Regions from separate parts of the Gadus morhua genome. Here region 1 is linked to region 2. The links are chromatin contacts, called in public Hi-C maps. All regions are on one chromosome and are shown on one strand. The core of a region is the stretch at or near the end of the contact, and the rest is flanking DNA. Distances in the headings are between cores, read along the strand shown. Region 1 holds the start of mthfs (5,10-methenyltetrahydrofolate synthetase (5-formyltetrahydrofolate cyclo-ligase)). Region 2 holds the start of adamts17 (ADAM metallopeptidase with thrombospondin type 1 motif, 17).

Region 1 (6,021 bases), core at 727-3,226, 150 kb after region 2:
ATTTTTCTCTCTGTATAAAAAGGTTTAAATGTTCTGGATGGCCCTATGCCGGGTGACAGACATTTGTAATTTCCCTTGAAATTTTAGGCTAGGTTTCTCATTTACATGACATTACACACCGATTTGCATATATCAATTTCGATATATTAAACTTCGTCCCTCTTTATAAACTAATTGCCAGCCCTTAGCAAACCGAGAAATAAATTAACATGCCCTCCGTTGCGCTCAACTCCATCTTCAAGTCAGCTCCAGTGCAATGTCGCCATCTAGTGGTCACGTTTTGCATTGCCTTTTACGTAAATTGTGTTAAACAAACTAAAGGCAAAAACTGACCAGAGGGCAATAATTAGAGCATAAGAGCACACCGCTCACGCTCACACTGTGCTTTGCCAAAGAAAGAAACGTAACTAAAATAAACTAGTAAACTCAAACTAGTAGTCCTTTAAAAGGGTCGCCTCCTTAAGTAGGCATCAACAACAGGTCTGTAAAATGGAGATAGGAGCCACACCTTTACCCCCAGTCCCCAGGCTGAGTATATCCAAAAGCAGGCTTGCTCCACTGAAGTACAAACACAATCAGGCATTTCTAGAGTGAAAGATAAGCCGTGGTAAGTACTCCATGCATATTCACATTTGGTGTCTACCAGTTTAAACACATAACATTCTGATAAGACTTTTCATGCATCTTTTATTTATGTAATTTGTACGGTAGTCTCCACGTGATAAGGCGCACATGTCTTATTTAAAACCTTAAAGAAAAATACTGATTCCTATGGCTACCCTGTGTATGTTCTCTGTACAGTGGTTTTGTTCTTCTAAGCCTCACTTTTCTATTTCTTGAATAGGCTGTTAAACATATAAATGTATTAAACTTCGAGATTACCTTTGCTTTTTCCTTTAATGTATAATTTGAATGACCACAAATGATAACCTCTAACCTGTTATACACATGTTATGTGTTTAACATCACTGTTGGTGCATTTAGTGCATTTACATGCACACACAAACCCTGACCTCAACTGGGTTAGGGGGTAACTCAGTTTCCCATGCATCCACCAAGGTTGGTTAAATAGGTCAGTTAAATGTACAACACATGCATGTAAACATGGGTACAGCAGAAGAGATGGTTGTAGAGCGATTATTTGGTGACTTGGAGGTTGCTAGTTCGATCCCCGGCTCCCGGAGTGTCGAGGTGTGTGTCAAGGTGTGCACCTGTAGCCAGGGCTTCCTCCCGGGTGAAGTCGTCGTCAGAGGGCTGCTTGATGTTCCAGGACGTCAGGGGCAGCGTCTCCATGTCCTGCATGCTGTGCAGTCGCAGCATGTCCATGTGGTTGCTAGCCGTGGACTGGTACTTGGGGATGAAGCAGGTCTTGCCCTGGGCGAAGAGGTCCTGGAGGATTTCCTCCGTGCGCACCTCGTCGTGCATGCTGAGGAACACCGCGATCCGATCACAGCTCGCATATTTGGGGTGGTCAAACAGCTGGAAGGTGATGTGAGATAGAGGAGAATATCACTTGCAACAGGTGGCAGTTTAATAATTGTACAGGAATTATATACACAATAATATACATGATATCGAATAATATGCTACATAATGTTTGCATGTCGCATCGGTTACAAGCGTGAATGCATGCTTCCAACTGGATGTGACGTGGAATTTCCAAAAAAAGCCACGAACTGTTTTGCGAAACTTACCTTTTGCGAAACTACTTTAGACTGTCGTTGTTTTTCTTGCTCACTAAGCGCTGCAACACGCTGCTTGATGTCCCTCCTAAGAGCCTGTTTGGCTGCACGCAGGGCAGCCATCCTTGCCATGAGTTCAGGACAACCTCTTGCACTGCGGCGTTCTAAGGGCCAAAAAAACCTTTAAAAGCTTAATTTAGACTTTGCATTTCTTTGCGTTTTCACCAACCCAAGAAGTCAATGATTCACAACTCGGGCAACACACAGCTGTCAAGCAGCAGCGCTACTGCGCATGTCTGCGTGATGTCACACGCGCACCGGAAGCGCTCTGAATGTGTAGTTTTAATTTGAACTAGGAGATTAGTTTGTCTTCCGAGTCCGACGAGGCGAGGAGAGTTAAAGGGATTAGATCGCTACTCTTGCTTATTTGTATTATCACTCCCTTCCCTAAACAGAGTTCGTTAAGGATAGAAGGGACCAGATACATTTATGACAAGGATCATTTATTTGTAACTAGATACGTTGGCCTTCAATTCCCGTTTCAGATCACGAGAAAAGTTTGAGAAGACCGGCTGGCCGAATAAAACAGGGTAAGGCTGTCTGAACACATTAAGTCAATGCAAATCCGGGAGAGTTCTTTATACATATAAATGTTATTCATGGTATAGAATGGCCGTTTCATGTACTATATCACTCTTATTGCGTTGGAGACGTGTTAGTGGTTGGTTTCAAATCCTATGTAGTTCATCTGATGTAGGAAACGCTTTGCTCACCCGACCGGGTGATGATGACACAGTCAAACAGGAGTGTATTTACTCCTAGCTTTATGTTTTTTATGTTCCGAATCAGAATCATTTTTACATGATCTTATTATACAAGTACACAAGAGTAACATTATTAGGCTTGGTTCCTCAACAGCCACATACCAGCAACAATAAAAGATAGAGTAAATAAAGATAAGGGAAAAAATAAATATATGTAAAAATAAGTAGCAGTTGTAGTCCGGCTAAGCATGACACTAGTAAAGTAACTGTAGATGAGTTCCTAGATCTGGTCTTGTATTGCCCGGCTGGTTGTCCCTCAGCTGTCATCGGACCGTGGGCTTTGGACTTTCCCCCCTTCCCCCTTCAAGTAGGCTAGAATCGAACCGGCTGTTGACTACTAGAGGAGATAAAACGCAATGATTGACGGGCCACTCACGCAATGAGCGGGTGGTAGGGGTGTGGTCTGGGGAGCAGGCAGCCAATGGCAGCGTGTGATGTGTTATTGCGCTGTGGCTCCGGACATAGGATGGTGGGTGTTATCTGCTAGAGACTGAGGAGGAAAGAGGAGAGGGGATTTTGCACAATAATCGAGGTTGGTGGAAGTCAAAAGTTTCGGTGTGTGACAATGTGTAACTTTGACGCGTTTTGTATTTCAGGGAACATTTAACTCGCTTCGTTTTCTTGGGGCTTTTGCGATCCGTGAAGCTTTTATCAGGACAAAAGAGGGTTGTTGAAGCAGGAAATGGCAGTGGGTTGGTTGTCATTGTAGAGTGATATGATAAACTTGTGTCCCTGTGATTAAAGCGGTTGATTGAGTTTGGTTGATAGGAATCAGATGTTGTTTCGCTGTTTTAAACGTCGCGCAACAAGCTTTACAACAAGCTTTACAACGTCTCCCTGGAGGAGTGTAGTGGGCAGAATCCCATTACTTACCGGTGACAGTGATTTGATGTCAGTCTTCTCGGGTGTTTGCAGCGACACCCAACATTCAAACTCTTAAATGTAATCAACTTCCAGTAATTGGTCGAATAACTTAACATTTCCACGTAAACAATATCTGTAGAATCTCAACGTGTGTTTCTGTGTATTGTTTGGTTTGAAAAATAACATTGACCTAGGTCTAGGGAAGCCACTGAGGAAAATACTATCAAGGCTGATTCCGGATAAAATACTGATGCTATCTGTCGATGTATACATTCTAATGTATGGTAAAATCCATACATATGTTACCCATGAACATGACCTCACCCTCTGTGTATGTAGTTCACCAAATGACACTAGGAATTTCAAATTTCCATCTCCTCATAACACATTCCACATGAACACTGAATTGTCCTTGTTACTGCATGGAATGTTAACCACGTTTTTTCCTTGTCACTGCCAGGGTGTGTATATAAACAAAGGATTATTTTTGTTTTGTTTTGTTTCCCCACACATCCACTCTTAAAATCAAATTTCGGTTTCACAGCTCATCAGGTGACCGTAGAATGGTTTGGCTCAGTTTGGCCTCTGCAGCAAAGCTAGATTACATTTTAACCGATACAATCAAGTATTGTCATCAGATCTTCTCTTCATGTTCCTAATGTCGGCTCTCTGGCACCTGTCTTCAGGGGATAGGAGGAGGTGGAATGGCCCGGATGCAACGATTTTCTATATTTCTGACCAATGCTGGCAATCATTAGCAACCTTTGACGGGATAATTGTTATTGTTTTTTTCTAAACAGTAGGATTTTTTTTATATTGACACATGCATGGGACTAATTATTACGTCTATCAAATGTCCCAAAAACCCTTTTGTGCCGTGCAATCAGCGCAGCGTTACTGATTGCTGTTCTGTTCTGTGTCCGCAGGAGGGACATGGCCCAGGAAACCAACCAGAGCCAGGGGCCCATGCTCTGCACCACCGGCTGCGGTTTCTACGCCAACCCGCGGAACAACGGCATGTGTTCTGTGTGCTACAAAGACTTCCTCCAGAGGCAAAATGGGCGGGGTGGTCCACCAGGTGGGGGACGACCGCTCAATACCTGTCGTGTCTCCGCCCGATGAAACCGTTTCCTAGAGAAGAGTGTACTCTAGTAGACTCATAAATAAGCTCATCCATTGAGTACCATTGTGGAATGAAATATATCAACGTTGTTTTCCGGAGGTTATCTATTTTATATTCAATGATAATAAAACATTGGCTGAGATATGACCTCATCCAAGGCAAACTGCTCTGCCCTCTGCTTCCACATACTCGTTAATCAATTGAGATGGCGGATCCACTTACTTTTAGTGGACATTTTGTCCCTGTGTAAAGAAAAAAAAACGTATTAAATTTAGTTATGACTGTTGGATAAAGGATCATGCTAGATACTACTAGATATTATGCACTAGATCATCAATCATTCTTTGGGGGGGGGAAATTGTCCAGCGTTTACAAAATGATGGTCTTATTTCCCTTGGTTAAGATAACAAATATTTGGTCATTTAAATATTTTGTACTAAACTGAAAGGTTTAGTCCAAGGGTTGCCATGCGAAGACTTTATCCTTGCTGCTAGGGTAAAGCTTAATTTAACCTCCTGGGTCGAAATAGAGAACCAAAGCACACCCACAGTAGCTAGTCAACACGCACGTATAATCTTACCTATACATGTGTGAGCAACCCTCGCAATAACTCAGCCCACCGATCACGCGGCCTACAGGCAGTGACTGCGGAATGAAATGTGTTCTGTTGTCGTTTCAGATTCGTCCTCGGCCGCCAGCAGTACAGTTGATTCGTTTCTATCACAGAGCCAGACCGCCAGTATACCCTCGCCTGTCGGCACAGCGCACGCAGACACACAATCTGGACAGAGCAGGTACTAAGCCTGACCATGGTGAAGCTTCTGTTTCTGGATGACTGTCTGTCTGTCTGTTTTTCTATCGGTCTCTGTAGTTGGCCGTACCTCTGTTACTTCGTAACTCTGCTCTGGTGGGAGTATCGAGCTATTTATGTTACCCTCTTGGCACATTCGGCTGCTGAACGCTGTGATAAGGGGGTCTGAGGAAATGTTTCGGTGCCCTTCTTCCTTTGTGTGTGTGTGTGTGTGTGTGTGTGTGTGTGTGTGTGTGTGTGTGTGTGTGTGTGTGTGTGTGTGTGTGTGTGTGTGTGTGTGTGTGTGTGTGTGTGTGTGTGTGTGTGTGTGTGTGTGTGTGAAAAGATGGAACTATATTTTTGTTTTGACTTATAAAAGTTCTTTTTTTTTTACAGCCAGATGCATAACCTCACATACTCCAGTGATCTAATGCTTTTCACTGTGCCGTGAGACAATTCTCTTGATTCTGGCCTGAGCCAGAACTAAGTGGATCGCTTCGTTGATCCAAGGCACTCACAGGGATGGTTAATTTAAAACATCTGTAAAAGATGGGTTCACATCCAATAATTCGTCAACATTTTTAATTTTTTTTAAAATCGCACAGCACATCATGTAACCAGTGGGATCCGTAATCCTCCCTGTGTTTCCATTATCAACTACTCTCTTATCTATATAGAACCAGATGTTGGTATTGTTGTGAAACTCCCAAGGAAACATCTTGTTTGTTAACTCCAGTC
Region 2 (5,792 bases), core at 1,927-4,426:
AACAACATATTTAGTAGTTTGTAAATAGTTACATAGTACTTTGTTGTCAGTATGAAAGCGAAGATACAGTAAATAAAGTACTCATTGGTCACCTCTGTCTTATTATCCAACATGTAATACATTGCATGCGTTTTGGAACATCACATCAGGTCTTCTTTTGCTTACTCAGCACACAATTTTATTGCAGCCTCAATCTCCTGGTGAGAGTTATTATATAGGGCTCTACACTTGATTGACCTGACGCACATTTAGAACACCGTTTTCCATTCTAGCTCAAGTTTCTTTCATGCTCCTTTCAGGAACATATCTTGTTCTCTTTTGTTCTCTCCATGTGCTCTAATTGAAAATGGTTGAGAGACCTTTTCAGTCCCTTTATTTTCCTTCATCCCTCTCTCTCTCTCTCCTTCTATTTTCTACACCTTTCTTTTCAAATCCTGTTTCATTTTCTTTTCTTTGTGTACAGATGACCAGAGACGAGAGGAGTGACCACGAAGAGGAGGATGAGGAGGAGGAAGAGGAGGAGGGCACTTCAACCGAGGAGATGGAGAGGAAGCAGAGCAATCATTCAAACGGCTCTGGACGGGTGGTCAGAAAGGAGGGCAAAAACGGCCGCTTTGGACATTTGTCTCTCGCGGAGACAACCTGCCAAGCAAAGACTGTGTACTGAGCTGGTGGCGTCTACAATAAATCCACGTTCGGAACAAATCGGAACGGTGCGCCTATGTAATGCCCGAGAACTGCAGCATTGGAATGTATTATGTTAAATGTTTAATATGCAATCAAATGTTATTTTCAATACGGAGAAAATAACAACCAACAAAGTGTGCTTCAATTATTAAGCACACGCACGTATTCATACAACTTGGAGAAATCTTTCGAGCATGCGCAGCATGCAGTGAGCGTCCCTCACATGCAGAGAAGGACACTATGAACGGCTCTGCGGCGCTTGAGTTTTTCCACACGGTTGTCAGTAGCAATGCCCCCGGCTTTGTAAACATGGGAAGCGAGTAAGAAAAACAGGCGAACAAAAACACAAAAGCTTTTGTTTTCATTACTTGCGCCTAATGCATCCCATATTGTCGAAGGGGCTGCGGTAGTGACTTGCATACTGTCAAATGTCCCCCCCCCCCCACCCCAGGAACAGCTGCCACTTCATCTATCAAGACCTGCTGGCAGTGTTGCCAGATTGGACCAGATTTCCCGACCAATCTGGCAACCGTGTCTGCAGCGCGTTGCAGCTAGACGTGGTCAGCGAGGGATGAAATGCACTCCAGTATCGCCCTGGGTTTCTCCAAATGCTCGTGTTTGGGGTGAGATGCTGGGAGTGTAGTGGTTGTAATGTCTTGGCTGCATGGCCTTCATTCTTTTATTTTTTTTACCGGTTAAGGAGTAGATAAATGACTCAACGGCTGAAGGAAGGGAAACAACGGTTGAGAGTTTGCTCCGTCCAGCTGTGCTCTGCCGTTCCAGCTCACGTCTCACCTTACTTAATAACACTAATAGACGTAATAATCATTCCTTGTACAAATAAGTGTAATCGAATACCGGAGCGTTTAATGTGAGTTCATAGATCGTGAAGTACCAGGCCTATTGACTGAAACATGAAGTAATAGCAGCTTTTGTCTTAAAACCGTTTTTTTTTTATGTTTACACATGGACTCTACTGGCGGGGCCAAGAAACCCATGGTTTCAGCTGATTGCTGAAGGAGTTTTAATGTGCTTTCAATGTTGAAGGGATTCTTACAGAAAGCATAGTCTGAATGTTCAAATAAATTGAAGTATTAATTTTGGAAGTGTTGTAATGCAGGAAATAATAAAAAAAATACCTCGTGGGTTAATGGACACGCATGGGCATGTAGGCTATCTCTCCTTTTATTTTTTAGGCTAAATACTGTTCCATCATTGCTGGTCTTTAATCAGACACTCTGTTGCTGTGTTTTATGACTTTGGTGCTGCAGGAATGAAACGGCATTAATTGAATAAATTCTTACCCTTTTCATAGTCCTTCATATTATTTTTATTTTGTATTAATTATTTTCTAAGTTGCAATGAAGGTGTCACTGTTGTTCCGCTGGCGGCCACTAGATGGAGTACACCACCAGCATAGGCCGCCCTGTCAAAAGCTTTGCTGAGCTGCAATTTGACGACAAAATGGATTTGGACGGAAGATATGTACCTCAATCTCCCCTTCTCAATCAATCACAAACACACGCACGCACATGCACACACACGTAAACACACGCACACGCTCTCGCACCCGCACGCACAAACACACTCAGATTTACTTTTGCGCTTGCCCTCAACCTGCTCTCGGTGTTTAGTAAATAGGCCTACTCATCAATCCACCCGTGTGTGCAACCACCCATCCATCCATCCATCAAACCGTCCATCCATCCATCCATCCATCCATCCATCCATCCATCCATCCATCCATCCATCCATCCATCCATCCATCCATCCATCCATCCATCCATCCATCCATCCATCCATCCATCCATCCATCCATCCATCCATCCATCCATCCATCCATCCATCCATCCATCCATCCATCCATCCATCTGTCTCTGATGGCCAGTCTTGCCTTATAATTGCCAGGTAGCTGAAGGATTAAGGATGAACCAAACGTTGAAACAACGGGCAACGCACCATAGGTTATGAAACGCGGTCTCTGATTGGCTGAACTCGGGGGGAGGGGGCGGGGGGGTGTCGCTCAATGATCACCTGTGCCGAACCAGAATCGACAACTGTCATAACATGCATGCGCAAACGGTGCACTACGGGAGACTTGGGTGTTACTAACGTTTGGTTCCTTTTGTTTAAACTTTCATTTGTGAAAGGCCAAAGTCTATAGGCTATAGGGCCAAACAGTGTTTAAATCTGTTATGGGTCTGGGGTCCTTTTAAGTCATTTGAAATAAATAGACAGTCGCACCTATTATCTTTATTAACAAAGATATTTGTGTTTATACATAGTTATTGTTCTGTTATGTGAGCATTATTTAGCTCCCGGCAACGTCACAACTGCACCTCTTCACTTGAACCCACGTGTAGGGTTTCAGAGCGACTCCTGACGGACAGCCTCAAGCACCAACGCGAGGGCAGAACCGCTTTACTGTATTACCTCTAAACCAATTGCGTTGACGGGGAGGCGTTGCCAATTTCCAGGAGGCATGCCCGGAGTTTCAAATTCACTTGGCTGAATCAACACTAACTTCTCAAACTTTAGAAAAGTTGTGCAGTCCTCTCTGGCTTCGCAAGCGCTTACATCCCCCCCCTCACAGGTCCTCTGCTTAGCTGTATCATGCATGACAGTCATGTTACACCGCTTGTCTTGCTGCTTTCATTCTTCTCTGTCGGGTTGATTGCGGAGACTGGTAAGTAGCCTATATGCGCTTATAGCGTTACGCATTACGCATTCACCACAGGCCTGTTCCTCTATTGGCCGGTTCTTCTCAATATCGTCGTTGGACAGATCCTTTATAGAAATAGAAAAACTGTGGTTTTCCTCGAAAAGCTTCTAAACAGCATTAGGATGCCTTCACATGTCCCTCTGGTCTTGTGCATGCTCATTGATAGGTTATTTGGACACTAACTTGTCCGGTATGTCTAATAATGTGTGCTTACAGCGACAGCGTTTGATGTTAGATGCATTGTTTAAGGGGAATAATTCTGATCTATTTTCTGCAAATATGACAGAAATGCCCAGGTATAAACCCACATAAACCTTCATGTCACTTGACCGACTGTGTTCTACCTTCCTGGTAGTTGTCCCAGAACTGGAGACTGATGAAGTGGTTCCCATGGTGCTATTTGGAGAGGACACACACCTGCTGCTGCAGGACCAGACCCGGCGTTACCGCGACCGGCGCTCCCCCCAGGACGTCCCGGGTGGTCACGACACAACTCATAAGGATCACTTACTTCTGTTGCTTCCCGCTTTCGGAAATAATCTTTACTTGAATCTTAGAAGCGACAACTCGTTCCTCTCTGACAACTTTGTCGTCGAGGAGAGGAAGAGAGGCAAGAGTCCCCAGCTGTCGCGGATCCCCCAGGGCCAGCTCTGCTTTTACACAGGATGGATAGTCAACCACACGGACTCGTACGCCTCGCTCAGTACCTGCGGAGGCCTGGTAGGGCAACACATACATCACCTCTTCTCTTTTCAGCTCACCTTTTACCGATGTATAAAGTTAGCATAGCATGCACATATTAATGCATCATGCGCCAAGCCTTGGGTTTAAGTCAAACTTCTGGTAGGATTTCAATATATCACCCATAAGTGTGTGAGTGCACACACTTAATTTAATTTCTGTCCAAGTAAGAAGCGTCAAAGTCCTGTCAGCTATAGCTGCTGCTGACCCTTGGTGTCTGGCAGGACACCCCAGAGCTGTCTGGCTCCTAAAGATTAGCTAGCTCTCGGGAAGCATGACTGTCACCATGGTGCCAAACAGTTTAGGCAGCTGATAGGCCTGGCTATGGGGTCACTCTGTCACAGGCACACACGCAAGCACGCAAGCACGCACACACACACACACACACACACACACACACACACACACACACACACACACACACACACACACACACACACACACACACACACACACACACACACACACACACACACACACACACACACACACACAGCAGGTGTGTAGAGAGAAGGCGAGAGAGAGCCTGTGAGAGGGAGACACGCACACACACGCACACACACACACACACACACACATACACACAACCGCATGAGCAAATATATGCACACAGACTAACACATGCAATCACTTTTTCTGTCCCTCTTTCTCTCACGCACTGCATACATGATACATGATGCATGATGCTACTGAAACACTGCATACATGATGTTACTGAAACACTGCATGCATGAAACATGTCTGATGCTACTGAAAAACTGCATACATGGCTGATGTTACGCCGGTAACACTGCATACATGATGTTACTGAACCACAGGATACAGGATACATGCATGATGCTACTGAAATGACCCAACCATCCAGACATTCCAGTCCAGCGTTAGTGTGTGCGTTACTAGTTTTAGTCAACCTACAGACACGTACAAACACAAAGCCGTCCTACTTGACATTTAATGTTAACACCCTAACGCGCCTTAGGGGAACATCTCAAGTATACCCAATTAGAACCCACAATGAAAGCAGAGAAAACGGTCTACTTTGCCTTGATAGCCCTCTGAGAAGCGGGGATCTTGATTCTTATGGACTCTCATCCCGCTCCATGTGTGGCAAGGAAAACTAGGTCAGGTTTAGGATAAAGCTGGTGTGGGCCATCCTCTGCCCCAACAGAAGCACCCTTGGTCTCATTATTATGGTTGGCCAGTGCATGTCTGACACTGATCTCAAGGCAGTGCGGTCTGGGCTGGTAACACTATCCAGGCCCCCCCAAGCTCCCCTCTCCCCAAGCCCCAACCACACCTCCAGCACCAGCACCTCCAGCACCACCACCACCCTGTCTGCGTTAACCCTCGACCAGGCAGGGTCAGCTCTGACCCATATGCACTCTGAGGCGTTCACTCTTTTAAATGTTTCAGGGAGGCGCCCTCTCCAGGTGCTTTTTATTTGGCTGAGGGACAGGTCAAGGTGCCCCCCTCTCTTGCACACACACACACACACACACACACACACACACACACACACACACACACACACACACACACACACACACACACACACACACACACACACACACACACACACACATGGGAGTGCAAGAACAAACATGAACACACACACACACACACACACACACACACACACACA

Evidence for each region. Hi-C and Micro-C count contacts between places; a contact is called where the count stands out from the background.
Region 1: a contact with region 2 is called in a Hi-C map of heart, with 7 times the contacts expected there. The contact joins the promoter of mthfs here to the promoter of adamts17 in region 2. A contact is called at or near these places in 2 of 6 Hi-C or Micro-C datasets (gonad and heart).

Annotation. Positions count from the first base shown.
Region 1 is chr14:6,311,594-6,317,614 of gadMor3.0, forward strand. mthfs (5,10-methenyltetrahydrofolate synthetase (5-formyltetrahydrofolate cyclo-ligase)) reads right to left here and starts at 1,977. Exons shown (of 3, transcript XM_030376448.1): 1 at 1,695-1,977; 2 at 1,212-1,479. The coding sequence starts at 1,814. It overlaps zfand6 (zinc finger, AN1-type domain 6), which reads left to right and starts at 1,987. Exons shown (of 6, transcript XM_030376449.1): 1 at 1,987-2,272; 2 at 4,297-4,448; 3 at 5,173-5,287. The coding sequence starts at 4,304.
Region 2 is chr14:6,163,085-6,168,876 of gadMor3.0, forward strand. It overlaps adamts17 (ADAM metallopeptidase with thrombospondin type 1 motif, 17), which reads left to right and starts at 3,177. Exons shown (of 19, transcript XM_030377463.1): 1 at 3,177-3,373; 2 at 3,765-4,129. The coding sequence starts at 3,301. cers3a (ceramide synthase 3a) reads left to right here. Exons shown (of 11, transcript XM_030376574.1): 11 at 464-1,997. The coding sequence ends at 667.